Linked DNA regions of Oncorhynchus mykiss: region 2 is linked to region 1. A link is a contact called in public Hi-C data. All regions are on one chromosome and are shown on one strand. Each heading gives the region's core, a stretch centred on a gene start, on an enhancer-like site or on the middle of the called end of the contact. The rest is flanking DNA. Distances are from core to core; before and after follow the strand shown.

Evidence for each region. A called contact is a pair of places that touch in the nucleus more often than the background predicts.
Region 2: a Hi-C map of liver shows a contact between it and region 1, with 4 times the contacts expected there. The contact joins the promoter of plxnd1 here to the promoter of ift122 in region 1. A contact is called at or near these places in 2 of 3 Hi-C or Micro-C datasets (blood and liver).

What each region holds. Positions count from the first base shown.
Region 1 is chr16:59,375,799-59,380,499 of USDA_OmykA_1.1, reverse strand. It overlaps ift122 (intraflagellar transport 122 homolog (Chlamydomonas)), which reads right to left and starts at 2,349. Exons shown (of 29, transcript NM_001374821.1): 1 at 2,178-2,349; 2 at 1,753-1,819; 3 at 1,577-1,661; 4 at 1,405-1,483; 5 at 1,169-1,245; 6 at 985-1,051; 7 at 754-900. The coding sequence starts at 2,236.
Region 2 is chr16:59,535,908-59,540,608 of USDA_OmykA_1.1, reverse strand. plxnd1 (plexin-D1) reads left to right here and starts at 1,945. Exons shown (of 36, transcript XM_036947420.1): 1 at 1,945-3,405. The coding sequence starts at 2,182.

The DNA of each region.
Region 1 (4,701 bases), core at 1,100-3,599:
CTTTAACATTCTGACAATTAAACTGGATTTAGAAAGATTTCAAATCTTATTCACCCAAAAGGTACATTAAACCCTACATCTCACTGGTATGGTAAAAGTAAGTGTCCTATATCATTGTGTTGCCTCCAAACATATAAATCTAGACCTAACCGAAGTATTTCCCTGAGCTTTTATGTTACCTTTCTCAATTTCTCTGTCCTCCCTCTCTGCCTTCCCTACCTGAGCTGGCTGAAGTGGTCTGGATCAGAGAACCCTCCCTGCAGCATGGGCTCCTCCTCCTCTCCTTCAGGCCTGTCCGTCTCTGCTCCTCTTCCTACCTGCCTCTCTCTCTCCAGCTGCCTGCCTAGCCCCAGGACCTCTACCCTGCTACTGCAGCTCTGGCTGTAGGCGGTGTCAATGAGCAGGCACAGGGGCTCTGGCATGCTGCTGTCCACATCCACCGCCTCGTCGTCCTCTCCCTCACAGAAGGGCATCCACTTCCACCAGTCCCTGTCAGAGCCTGCCTGGTCAAACACTGACACTTGCTGGCTGTCTACAGGCCATACACTGTCATTCTCTGATTTTCACTACCATGCTTGTTTCACATTGTGAACTGGCAGCTTAAAAAGACTAAATCCAGAGAAATATCACTCAGAAAAAAATGTATTATTGTTGATTTCAAAAGCAATAAACCTTTACTCTCCAAGACATTGCACACACAGGTTTAAAATGTTTTACACAGCAAAAAGCCCACATGAGAGGTGAGTGACTCACTTGGAGGGGTTCCATGCGATGGACCAGATAGGAGAGGAGGATCCTCCTGGTCGCTCTATTTTCACCTTCTCCTCTCCGTTCTTATTCCTGATGCTCACCACCCCGTTCATCATGCCCAGGGCCAGGTACTGACCGTCGTTGGTCCACCTGCGGTCAAAATAATTATGACAATACTGACCATAAGAGAGGCTATCCAAACAAAAAGGAGAGCAGCAATTTCTCAATACCCACCCACAACATGTTATCTTGCTGTTGACTTTGTGCTTGGATACAGATTTCTGTTCTGGGGACCACAGACCTAGAGAGAGAAACAAATTATACAGATGCTGCTCTTATGACTGCATGTCTTCAACACCCCTTTAACCCCTTCCCTGTAGAGGTGTAGAGGACAGGACAATCCCAGTGTACCACTCACCAAAGTCCCCAGAGGAGCAGGAGGCCAGCTGGTGGCTGACTGGGTTGTAGGCAACACACTGGATGGAGTCATTATGTCTGAGGAGCAACATACAAACAAAATCTGCATAGTGAGTGAGCCAGGAGTGACCTCAACAGAACATAATGCTACTGATAATGTTGTAATGTGTGTAATAATCATAGAGATCCTATTAAATTATTCTAATTCCTAATTCTGTGGTAATAATGATCACTCACGTATATTTCAAAATACCCTCCAGTTTAGATGTCCAGATGATGATGCTTTTGTCAGCAGAACCTGAGGCAAACCGTTTCCCTACAGAGAAGCACAATGTGAGACCCAACAGACTTGTGTTTGTTAATTGGGAACATCCAGATTGGTGTGTTAAGAGTATACTGTACTAAGTACCATCTTTGGCGTAGGCAACACAGTACACTGTGTCCTTGTGTCCTTTCAGAGGCTGAATGAGAGTTCCATCTGATGTGTCATACACCTGGAAAGACAATATGCAATACTTAGCAATATATGCAACTTAGCTATGATTCGAAAACCAATGGCATCATCATCATCATCCCCAAACTCACCAAAACACGATTCCCAGCTGCCACAATAAGCTGGCTGCCATCTGGTTTGAAGGCAAGGTCGTAGATACTAGGGAGAAAATGTACTGCAATCACAATATGCTGAAAACCTGTTTCAATTATGCTATTAAGCCATAGGTAGCTGCTCTGCTAGTTAGCATTAATGTTCTAGCTGTGCTTAGCCACGCAAACAGATTACCTAGCTAACTAGCAACGTTATCACTCGTTAGTAGACAGATCATTTATTTTAAGATTGCATGAAATGGATAGTGAAAATCTTAGTAAACAAAGCTAGTTTGCTACAGTTGGCTAACTAGCTAGCTAGCCAGCCACTGCGGGAGTTTAGATAGTAACCGCCGTTGCTATCAACACTGCCAACTGCAACATCAGGCCTGTTGATAAAACTGTAAATGCAAAGGCTAGATTACCATTGCTCAACTTTGTCGCGATCATGTACTTTGTCAATCCATGTAGGAACTGCCCTCATTTTGCCTTTTTAACAAATTAAACAGATACACGTTAGGTTGTTCAACAGGTTGCTGTCTTTTCGTGGGGCCGAGGATCGTTTACATGGCAGGACCTGCTTGCTTACTTGTGCGCAGACTCCCTTCCCTCTTTCCTGTCCTCCTTCCTGTGTTCTGCGCATGAGTCAAGCAGAGTCGCTCACAAAGTAGTTCACAGAACTTCATACAGCACAACGGCAGATACAATTTATCCAAAGATGTTGATGTCATGTCTCCGAAATGCCTAGCACCCGACAACTTTATTAAACTTGATCATTAAGTAATATGCAACATTTTTCTAGAACAGCATGTGATGATGAGGCATGTAAACAAAACACAGCTGTCAGATCAAGCCTCTGCAAATGCATTACTTAGCTAGTTAGTTAAGTTAGCTAGTTAGTTAATAGTCACCTATTTTCCCAATCCCTATAACATGATGGACAGTGGATTGACTGTTCTAATTCATATTTTTGTTAGTGGCAGCTAGGTATAGAGCTTCAACCCCAGATAGATTGAGAGAGCAACATCATGACTGAAGATGAGAGGGAGGACTGGAGCATGAGGATCTCAGCCACATGAAACTCAACAGGGGACAGTCAGCTCCATCACAGGCTGTGAGAGGGACAGTCCACTTTTGATAAAAGTTGTGTTTCAACCTACTGACACCAACAACACGGTCACAACCAGGCTAAAAAACAATGACCTCAACACAGAGAACACCATCACTGACACACACTAATCCTGATGGAGAGGCAGACGCTATGGCTGTTCCTGGTTCAGATATGACGGTTAGAAAACAAGCTGGGTCCAATCCATCATATGCTCTCATTCTCAAGTCTTGTTGCATGTAAACATCACTGAAGTATGTCTGTATCTTACTGTCAGGGCTAGGGGTTAAGTGCATTTCAGAGTGAGATCATAAAGTCGGATCAATAATTCCTCATGAGGTAACTGATCTGTCTACCTCTGCAGTCCCCTGGGACAGAGGTTCCGTCCAGAATGTCTCATCAAGCCTTCCTTCCTTTCGGAGGGGATCTACAGATAGACAACTTTGATGTCACAACAGCCAGGAGTGGCAGTGCAGCTGTGACCCCACAGCCCAGCCAGGAGAGACAGAGGAATGGTCATCAGGAACACACACGTCACACCTAAGGTCACTGATAACAGGTAAAACACATACAGGCAGGACACAGACAGGCAGGACACAGAGGAGAATATGGAAGAGGGGGGTCGAATATTACGCCTTTCTCCAAATAACACAAAAAGAGCCTCTTTCGCAAAATCCTACAAGCAGAGAACTCAGAGTTAGAGGAAAGGGCACTTTGTCAATTCAGTATACCCCTGACAGACCTCCCTTGGCCAGGTGAATCACAGACAGGCAGCTGGGAGAGACACAGAAACTGGCCGCACATCAGACACCAATGAGGACATTAACAAAAGAAACATACAAACCTCTGTGAGAAGGGGTGATGATGATGGTGATGACAATGAGACTGAGAGGCGTCTGCAGGCTGTGTCGGCGGAGCCAGTTGATGATGTCGTACTTTAGAAGAGCCCCCAGAGGAGGCCATGGCTGCTGAGAGAAAAGCTGGTCAGGCTGGCCCCGCCCACTGAGCTACAGGACGCTCTCATTGGTCAAGGAGAGTGGTTTCCTGTGTCACCTTTAAATGTCCCAGTCCTTAGGGTGCAGTCTGCTTCTGAGAGGGGGAGGCTGAGGGTGAGAGAATGGGGGAGGGAAAGTGTGTGGGGGATATAGAGGCAGAGGTGAATGATGAAGTGCTGCTATCATCTCCCCAGACCACTAGAGGACGCTGTACACCACTAAAAGATCCCCAGAGCAGTGTGTATGTGCATTGTGCTATGAGTTATGATGCGTAATGTGTATTTACTATGATGCCTAGATATAGAAAATGTTTTACATCTTCTTGGACCAGGTTTCAGTGTATTGACCAATAACATGTTCAATGAACTATTAGGAGAGAAACAGAAGACCAGTCCTTCTTTCAGTGGGAAGTAACTGAGAGATGGTCATAATTTAATAAATGGTTGAGCTTAACAGAACTTGCCATTCTTGGAGAGAAATGTCAGTTTAATAAAAAACAGTGTTTATTTGTTATCAAAAACCCCTTTTTCTTAGATCTGCAGTCTGTCCCGGCACAGGTCTGAGACCCCCAGGAGGAAGTGGACCACTCTTCGCTCCCCCTTCCAGCTGGTGCAGGAGACCCTGTTCCATGACCCCTGGAAGCTCCTGGTGGCCACCATCTTCCTCAACAATACCAGGTTTTCCATTTTTCCTTTCAGGATGAAATGCAAATATTTTATGCTAAAAAAAAATATATTGGATTTAAGTGACGGATTTAGATAAGGTTAACTTTGTGTGTATATTTGTGTGTGTGTGTGTTTACATAGGTGAAACCTCAGGACCATAAACTGAACAAGTACCATGCCT
Region 2 (4,701 bases), core at 696-3,195, 160 kb before region 1:
TGCACCATATCTATGTTGCATATATTACAAGACCCATGTATGACAAATAAGCCTACCTCAACACACACACGTGCGCGCTTCGGTGAGGTGTCACGAATAATCGAGTGTAACCAGAACGCAGCACTCTTTGTTGATATCTGATCCTTGACAGCAGTGACCCGTGATACCCCCTCTCTCCCCAGTCTATTTTCCAGGTCCCTTCCCACTCTCACTCTTAGTGGGGCATTAGGGAGTGTGTTGGAGGGTGTGTGTGTAGGCTTAGGCTGTACGTATGCGTGGTGGAGACTGTTGGTCCTGCATTGCGATCAGTCAGCTGGTTCCTTATCAGACCGCTTTCCTGCCCCTCCGTGCTGGCGGATTAGATGAGCGTGCGTGCGGGCCAACGTAAACACGCATTGACCCGGGCGGTGTTTATCAGCGCAAATAACATCGCCAAGTGGTGATGGGAGGCGTGCACCAACCTGAGAGGAACAGAGCTGGCCCGAGAGATATAATAGTTCCAGCATGCTTTGGATACTGTCCAAACTGGCATGACGCATGGGTTACAATGCGTCGAATAGAACAGAGTGATGGCCATCACATTTGGTAATTGTATTTACTTTCTGTGGGCCTATTTTAACGGTTTTTGAGAGAATAAATCCATGGGTAGCCTAATCCAAAATTACGGGCTCTCAATTTGCGCTGTCACTTTTTGTTTAAAGTCCCTTTGAGCTTTTCAATGTTCTCTCATTGCGTAGTTGTTCACAAGAAGCACTTAATTTGTGTTTTGGAAAAAAAATTGAAGTTTAAAGGGGCAATCAGTAGTTGAACAATAAAAGACATCAACTTACCCTGTTTCGCAAAAACCAGATGTATGGGGCTGGAGAAATGTAACCACTCAAATTCATAGACAGGGCTATGGATGCAAGCACCGAATATCCATGATATCAAAATTATACAGAGTTTCTTTGTTTACAAACATTGGAGTTAAAAAAGCGTAGGCTATATTTTGGATTGTGAGTGGGTACGACAGTCGAACTAAACTCATGAGCGTGGTTACATACCTCGTCTAACCTGAACCCTCTGTATATAGCCTCGGTATTGTTGTTTTGTGTACCTTCTTTTTAAAACTTTAGTTTATTTAGTAAATCTTTTCTTAGCCAACAATGCAGTTCAATAAATATAGTTAAGGGCTTGGAAGTAAGCATTTCACGGTAAGGTCTACCTACACCTGTTGTATTCGGCGCATGTGGCAAGTACCATTTTATATTATTTTGTATTTCATTTAAAGGTTGTATTCGTCAAGAATCATTAGGTACATATGAAGTCCTAAAAATGGATCTAGCAACAGCAGATTGTCTCTTTAAACTTAATCACACATTTTTGAGAGGTGCACATGTGTTGCTTTAGAATATTTATGAGGCGCAGACCCAAACGCTCTGCTAAATAGATGTGAATGTCAAAAACCGGAAAGGTGCGCTGTGGTGCCCATCTGGTAGCACTTTCACGTAGCTTACCCCCACCGTATGTGCGCAGAGCAGACGGAGCCCTCTGCGTATCTGCAGGCAGAACTAATCTGAAAACCAAGGGACCAACTGGCCGCAGGAGATGAGAGTAAGACCCGCCATTAACCCTAAGAGGAGCGGAACCATAGGCTATACTTTCTTCTCAAATTATTATTCCCTCTCAAATTATTATTTTGTAAAAATGTTATTATAGTTTTATTTATATATATATATATATATATATGAGAGAGAGAGAGATCATTAACAGTAATTACACCATTATTGTTCTGCCTTGGTGTGTGGATGAACATTACGCAAATAGCCTACAATTAGCATGCACCAATCGCAACAATGAACTTTGACTGAACACATTTTAAATTATGAAATTCCAAGGCGTGGGCCTATATACTATAATAAGAATTAATGGGGAGTTTGGGATTGCAGCCGCTGGGAGCGGGGCTGTAGGTGGAGTGGGCAGAGAGAGGGGCAGCAGACAGCTCTGCGCGCTCAACTCTCTTCCGCGGTGAGCTGCACTGGGAAAATGAAGCACGACTCTTATTGCGTCACTCTGTGTTTGGGTTTTGAGCAGGAAACAGCATTTCCTCTTAGATTGTCGCAGTAGGAACAAACACATTATTTTGTCCTTACTCAATGCACCCCTCCGCACAGAACACGCGGAAACCGGCCAGAAGGAAAAATGCCTCCTTCGGAAAAGATAGCAGTTCTGATTCTCGGCGTTCTGGTGCTAGAATCGCCCTGGAATGCCCATCACAGCCTTGCCAGCGCGCTACAGATCCAACAGGCGTTCGCCTCTCAAAACCAGACAAATAACTTTGTGGTGGATGAGGTTAGCAGAAAAGTCTACCTGGCTACGGTAAACATGGTGTACCAGCTTAACGGGACCCTGAGCGTAGAAGTGGAGAAGAGAACGGGGCCGGTGGAGGACAACCTGTTGTGCCATGCGCCGCAGCTGCCCCAGGCGCCCTGCGAGCACCCCAAATCCCTCACCGACAACTTCAACAAGCTGCTCGAGCTGGACAGGGAGCAGGGGGTGCTGGTGGTATGCGGCTCGGTGTACCAGGGTTTTTGTGAGCTCAGGAAGATGGAAAACATATCGGAGATAGCCGTGGAGTTCCCCCCTCATGGCGAGAAGACAGTGTTCCCCAGCATGCTGAACATCGCCGCCAACCACCCTAACGCCTCCACCGTGGGGCTCATCTTCAGGAGCCACGGGGGTAACACCCGGCTCCTCGTCGGGGCCACTTATACCGGGGCTGGGACCCAGTTTTTCCCCAAGAACCACAGCAAGGAGGACCTGCGCTTCGAGAACACACCCGAAATCGCAATTCGGTCCCTGAACATCAATGATTTATCCAGGCTGTTCACCTATGACATCAACCCGTCCGAGGACAACGTCTTCAAGATAAAACAGGAGGTGAAGCAGAAGAATAAACTAAACTTCGTTCATGCCTTCATTCAGAAGACCTACGCGTATATTGCTATCAACAATGACGCGAATATGGGCCACAAGCAGAGCCAGCCGAACAGCATCCTTGCAAGGATATGTCTGGACACTGAGAACACACGAAAATCCACCTCGGAAAGCCGAAAGCTCACTGAGTCCTTCATCCAGATGCCGCTTCAGTGTGGATATAACGGAAACATCTACAACCGGCTGGTCTCCGTTCACCCCGCGGAGATCCACTCCCGGAGCGGAGAGGGGCTGGAATCGCACCTTTTCGGAGTGTTCACCAAATCAGACAGAAAGTCTGCCCTGTGCGCTTTTCGGTTCTCAGATATCGAGGAGGAGATCCGTCAGGGCCGGAGGAACTGCTCAAACTCCCCCAGCAGCGATGTGCAGGTGCTGGACAGCGTCATCCAGGGTTCGGGCGCAGCATGCGTACACAAAGGGAACCTTGTGGTAAGTGAAGCATTTTACACTTCAGTGAGATCTGTATGCTTATTCATGTTTGAGAGACTTGGTTGGAACTAATACTGTTTTGTATTATTTGATTTAGCCTAGATAACGTTAGCAGCCACAATTACGCGCAATACAGCGCCGTATTATTTGATTTAGCCTAGATAAAGTTGGCAGCCACAATTACGCGCAATTACGGCGCTGTTCGTTTCCCCAGTGTGCAAAATGTTATAAAAACATTGTTACATTTGTCTAAAATATTTATTTTAAGATTTATTTTATTATTGGATTTGCTTCTATAAATACATATTTCCGCAAATATATTGCTTTTGGCAACTTGGTATGACAGTTTGAATAATGAATCACCCCATATCATTTCTGGGGGGAAAGCTCCGATGTCACGAGCGCAGCCCAGGGCGGCGATTGTGTGAAGAATCTCCCAAAGCACGCGAAGGTTATGGGAACCGTGCAGGGATTTTCTGTGAAAGTCACATCCGCGCCAGCTCATTCAAGTTTAGGCCTACAGCCTATTGCATGTTGGAGAGGAAGAATGGATTTATGTATTTACATTTGTTAAAGAAAACTTTCGTTTGCCATCGATACACAACACATTAAATTAAAACGACATACAGGCTAACATTTTTTTTTATTTCCCTGGGCAAACTGATTACTTCTCTCAGAAAAAGATAGTAGGCCTATTTATTTTATGAGAAGCAGAGTTAAATAAATCGAGATTAATCTGTGTTGAACCGTGTTGTGTCAAATAACATATCACATTATCTCATATTTATGCATGTAATTCAAGAAGAAAAGTTTATTCTTATTAATTTACAGATCATGTCTATAAAGGCGGTTACTTTGGCACTATAAAGCCCCTCTCCTTATTATTTAGGCTAAAGTGTCCCTATTAACGGAAATGTCTCTTAACATGAAAAGTCTTTATGCCGCTCGCGGCATCTGAGGAATGTGAAATTCCATAGTTTCATTGTGGTGAGATTGACAGGTCGCTAGTTGTGACAAACAGGCTGTCTCCAGACCACTGCGTTGACAGTCAGATCGTAAAGATGCGGGGCTGTCCTATGAGCGGTGTTATGTCGTGCTGGCCTGCGCTGTAGGCTCCGGTAACCAGATTAGAAATCTCGACCGACTGTCGTTCTCCGCCTGTGTTTCCCCGAGGCCTGCAAATCTGCAGCTTGAAATGGTTGTGTTTTTCGTGAAGAATGTCAGCATTGCCCCGAAGAAGAAAGGGTTTTCTTGCTTTTGCTTTTAGTCTGCGGTGACCGGGGAAATCTGATATAT